Linked DNA regions of Gossypium hirsutum: region 1 is linked to region 2. A link is a contact called in public Hi-C data. All regions are on one chromosome and are shown on one strand. The core of a region is the stretch at or near the end of the contact, and the rest is flanking DNA. Distances in the headings are between cores, read along the strand shown. Region 1 holds the start of LOC107903891. Region 2 has its middle 19 kb from the start of LOC107903888.

Evidence for each region. Hi-C and Micro-C count contacts between places; a contact is called where the count stands out from the background.
Region 1: a contact with region 2 is called in a Hi-C map of fibers, with 2.6 times the contacts expected there. The contact joins the promoter of LOC107903891 here to the enhancer-like site in region 2. A contact is called at or near these places in 10 of 34 Hi-C or Micro-C datasets (callus, fibers, hypocotyl and 2 more).

Annotation. Positions count from the first base shown.
Region 1 is chrD05:50,970,287-50,972,986 of Gossypium_hirsutum_v2.1, reverse strand. LOC107903891 reads right to left here and starts at 1,310. Exons shown (of 11, transcript XM_016830072.2): 1 at 929-1,310.
Region 2 is chrD05:50,929,774-50,932,556 of Gossypium_hirsutum_v2.1, reverse strand. No RefSeq gene overlaps it. Among protein-coding and RNA genes, the nearest start is that of LOC107903888, 19 kb to the right of the region's middle. Within about 2 kb of position 1,371, at least 6 of the 9 cell types and tissues checked have an H3K27ac peak or open chromatin away from gene starts, as enhancers often do. A contact at or near this core is called in fibers, where this site is marked.

The sequences.
Region 1 (2,700 bases), core at 61-2,560, 40 kb before region 2:
GAAAAGAAAACCTGTCTATCAACAAAAGTCAATTAATATACTATTGCAAGTATATATGTTTTTTATGATCTTAGATATCATAGTAAACTCCATTAACGAGTGAAGAATCATGTGTAACTCTCACAATCTTGTCTGAGATTAGCGATCTCAAATCATGTGTAATACAAAAGAAAAAGAAAACAAAAGATAGTGCTCTCTTTTATCTTTACTCCGGTTTTGATAAAAATAGAACTTATTCCATGAATCTGAATCCCCCTAAATCTTCATGAATTCGATTTAAAATCCTATAAATTAATGTTTGCAATTTTCTTTTTTATAAAAAATCGGTATTATTTTAAAATCCAATAATAATAATATATTATAATTATTATTCTTATTCTTATTATTGTTGTTATTATTGTTCTTGTTCTTCTTGTTATTGTTTTGTTGTTATTATTGTTATTATTGTTATTATTGTTCTTATTCTTATTGTTATTGCTTACAGATTAACAAACCAGTGCAAAATGAGAGGGAAAGGGAGATTACAGTGGGATCCTCCCTAATGCACCACTGTTTCGTTTGTTCTTTCAGGGATTTTACTTTGGGAAATCAAGGAACTTCAAGATTCTATCAAACTTCAAAGCAATAATAAACGAATTTGTCATTCACATAGCAGAATATACACTGTTATCCCACTTTTTCTCTGTACATTATCATGCTGGAAATTCCAAAGTTCATACCAACAAAATATATATATATCTGCAGCAAACAACTATTTAGTTTGATATTTACATAACATACAAATTAAGCACAAAGGGATAAATGATGGGCCCATAACAGTGAAATGCTCGGTCAGGTTTGCACCCGGCACCCAAAATTAAGTCTAAGCGTAGTTATCAGAGAAATACTGGCAACTTGGAAGGACTGGTGATGATATTTAAAGCCTTACCTGAGTTGGGTTCAAGTTCTCAGTCCTGCCACAACAGTGGAAGAAAGCAACAGAGGAAGCAGAAGACAGGGATTGGGGCTGAAATCAGGTGGGCGCCGGCGACAGAGGAAGTGGGAGACGAAGTGGCCGCCGGAATGGAGACGGCTGTCGACGGAACTGATTTGGGATTAAGGGGGAGGGGAGGGGACTCGATGGGAGGCTGGGAGGTATACCTAAACATTAAAATAATTAAAATATCAGTATTAAAAATTTGGGACGAGCCTGAGCCAAGGTCTGGTCCATTTTGAAAATGGGTTTCGTTTTTTGTAATTTTTTAAACAAACTTTTGAGCCTGATTAAATGGTCCGATGCATTATCAAAAAAATCAACAAAGTAAACAAAAGAGAAACTGTGAAAGGGTTTTGATGAATGAATCCTTAACTTGCTATTTTATTCTGAGACCAAATCCGTTTTTCCAAATAGAGATTACAGTAGTATCATAATTCTATTTACATAACTGCTTTAAAATCTCAACCCGTATCCATAATTGCTTTAAATTTTGAATATCTCTTTAAACCAAAGTATTTCTACTATCCGAATTAAAATATGATTTAATAAAATTATATATGGAATATTCAAATTTAGTAAAGTCAAATAATGGATTCCAATCCATTATTTGTAGAAGTCAAGTAGATCCAGATCACTCCCCAAAATTTTTAGAAATTTTTATTTTTTCCCTTTAATTGTATTTCAAATTTTAATTTACATTATTCCTTTTAATTTTTTTTTAAATTTAAGCTCATCTATTTTTTTTAAGTTTTTAAAAATTTTAATTAGACCTTTAATTTTTTTTAAATAATCTTATTAAACTCCTAAAATTTTAGTCAAACTTCCCAAAATTTAGTCTCAAAATTCATCACTGGTTTGAGGGTTATTTTGTCTTTAATCAATGGTAACATGTGGATTGTAAATTAAATAGTCAAATGTTAGATAGGCTTCGATCGAGTTCATCGATATAAATTTAGTAGTACAATTGGATTCGGGGGAGCTAAATTATAAATAGAGAGAGGGACCCTCTTTTGTAATCAACCATTGAATTCATTTGTAATCCTTCATTAATAAGAGAATACTAATTGAGAGCATTTACTCAAGTACTTGGCGTACTTTTGCTTTATTGTGGTTATTTTGTTCTTTTGAGTTGCTTCCACTATATTGTCGGTGCCTTGGAATAATTCTGCAATAATCCTAACTTTGTGAGTGTTAGGCTGACTTAGGCGCATTTAAATCGAAGAAATCGCTTAAAGCCTAACGAATTGTGAAACAAAAGGTCTAACCCCATGACACTAAGACCATTTTTTTGAAGTAAACTACGATAGAGGTCACCCAATCATGAATGTTTCTTTTTTTGTCACTCAACTATGAAAAGTTAAAAAATGATCACTCAACTATTCAATTTTTTTTTCATCACTAACAGGATAACATATAAATAGAATCACCCAAAAATCTAAGATAGTTAAGTGCACAAAAAAGATAAAATTGAATAGTTGAACGACCATTTTGTAACTTTTCATATTTGAGGGACAAAAAAATCATGGTTTGATGACTATTAATGCAGTTTACTCTAAAAACTTATATAATAAATATATGGCTTAAGTGTGTAAAAAGCACTCAAACTTTTTAAAAGAAAACAATTAGTCATGCTTTGCCAAAATCCATCAAAAAGGCTCTTTGATTATTAATTTTAGCAGTTGACCACTAAAATTAATGGTCCTCCATCATTTTAGTTAACTCTA
Region 2 (2,783 bases), core at 122-2,621:
CCGCTAAAAATGAGCATTAGCGGCATTTTTAGAGTTTTTTGGGCTTTAGCGGCTCTTTTTCAAGACTTTAGCGGCGTTTTTGAAGAAGCGCCGCTAATGCTCTATCTCTAGAGATAGTATTAATTTTAAAATATTGAATTAATTATCATTATAGTTTAGGGTTTAGGGTTTAGGGTTTAAGATTTAGGAGTTACTATTTTAAGGTTTAAGGATTATGGATTATGCTTTATGGTTTAAGGGTTGGTGTTTAAGGGTTAGGGGTTAAGGGTTATGGGTTATGGGTTTAGGGTTTATGTTTTAGGGTTTAGGGTTTAGAAGATTAAGGTTAGGGGTTTAGGGTTTAGATTAATTTGTGTTTTTTAATTTATATATTAAATAATTTCTTATGTAATTGTAAAAGAGATAATATTAATTTTAATATATTAAAATTATGATTATAGTTTAAATTATTTAAGAGATAATAGATAAATTTTATATATATTAAATGGTTTAGGATTTAAGGTTTACTTTAGATTTGTTAAATGATGAAATTTTATACAATTAATTAATGCTTTTATATTTAAAATTAATATTTAATCTAAACCATTTGATATATTTAAATATTAGATTTAAAAAAAAACATTGATAAATAAATAAATAAAAGCAACAGATTGATATGGATATGTAACTATCTATTTTGGATAGGTCCAATTTATAACAAATAAAAATGAAATACAAAAACTAAAATCATTCCACATCAAACATCTAGCAAAATAGTTATATTTTAGTTAAAAAGAAATATCTCTAATAAAATAGAGATTAGATCAGAAAAGAATAATATAAAATCATGATTAAAGTTTCAATCTTTAATAGAAATTTGATATGTGAAAGATTGATTGCTTACATTGAATAATTCTAACTTAATAATTAATTACAACCATTTAATACAATCAATTAATGCTTTTAAATTTAAAATTATTTAATCTAAATCACTTGATATATTTAAATATTAGATTTTTAAAAAAATTGATAAATAAATAAAATCACTTAACTAATAAATTTTAGACGATAAAATAAAAAAATTTTAACAGAACAAAACAATATCATTTTATTCAAAATAAAATAATTTTTTGTGACATTTTTTAAAAATACCGCAAAAGATAAGCAATAACGGCAGCTTTATACAAATGCCACAAAATTCATTTTGCTTAAAAAAAATTGGAGCCGATTTTTTCCCAAATTTCCCCCTAAAACCCAAAAACTAAAAAATCCCAAATTCGTACTGATTTGTTCACAATATCCCAAACGAAAAAAGTCAGGAAATTGGAGGAGTAGAACGACGCGCTGCGATTCGTTCTCCACGGCGTTAAGAGCGACCTTGTCGGATCTCACCCTCTCCAATCTGCTTACGAATTTTATTTTTCTAAGATTATTTTTAGAGAACTTTCTTTAGTTTCTCCATTAAAAATTGTTCATCTTCTCTTTTTTTTTTTTAACCCTTTTCATTTGCATCGTATCCATTTGTCTGTCATCATGCACCTAATTTCCATCTTAGCTAAGACGGTAAGTTCTTATACATTTGATCTTTCTTTTTCCTCATTTTGATTTTGGTTAAATGGGAAGTGTAGGAAAAAAGTAGCTGAAAGTTTTGGGTTTTGCTTGGTTGATTTTCTGTTTGTTTCACATTTTCCTACTGACCAAACAAAGGGTAAAGATAGAATGTTATTGTACAGTATCTATGAGGATTTGCATATACAATTTACATAAGTATTAGGGTTTATGACATTCATCGGTAACTCTTTTTTTTTTAAAGTGCCGCTTTCTTTAAGGATCAGCATTTCAGTGAACTCTGTTGGACTTGAATTTGAGTTGTGTAAACTGTTTGAGTATTTGGAAAGACAACATGCATTGAAGTTTCTACTCTTTATTTTTTGTTTCAGGTTGAACTATTATTCACCAATGACTTTATTCTGGAAATTTGCAGCTTTTTTGACGAGAAGTTTTAAGACTTTAAGGTTGGGTTTGGATCGACGATGTGTTTACCTACGGTTAGTGTAAAAACAGCGGTGGCGGTGAGATTAGATAACGTAGCGATACTGTAGCGTAAGACAAAAGTTAAGCTAAATGCACCGCACTGCACCTAATCACCCATCCAAACCCATCTTAAGTCTCTGCCTAAAATTTTGCTTCTTTTGTGAAAATTGTAGGCACATTGCATCTCATGGAATCTTGAAAGTATTTGAAGATATGGTGCATTATACTTATAGGTTAGGAGGTTAGAGGCGGAAGGTCTGGCTTCGAAGCAAGCCGAGGCAATAACAGCAGCCATGACTGAAGTTTTGAATGACAGCTTAGAAAATGTGTCTTTTTCAGTTGTTTCCAAGTTTGAGATGCGGAAAGTAAGCTCTTTTTTTTTTAATGCTTCCATACGTTGTATTCACTATGGAAACTTAATTTTTGTCTTGATAGAGTGAAATGACTCAAGAATCCAATCTGTCGAAGCTCAAATCAGAAGTTCAAATATCTCAGGTATGTACTTTTTTGTAAATGGACTTTGCGAACTTATCGATTTTAGTCTCCTTTTTATGTGTTTTCGACTTTTGGTATTAATGAAGTCCCTTTTAGTTGGGTTTGTTCTTATTAATGGAAGAAAGCTTAACATTTGGCCCATTGCAAATTGCTATAGAGACAGTGTTAACATGTCTAGGCCCTTCTTCACGCTGTAGTAAGTCGATTTGAGACTCCTAAACTTATTTTTAAACAATAACAGTTGATTGCTTGACAAGGGAAACAGTATTGAATGA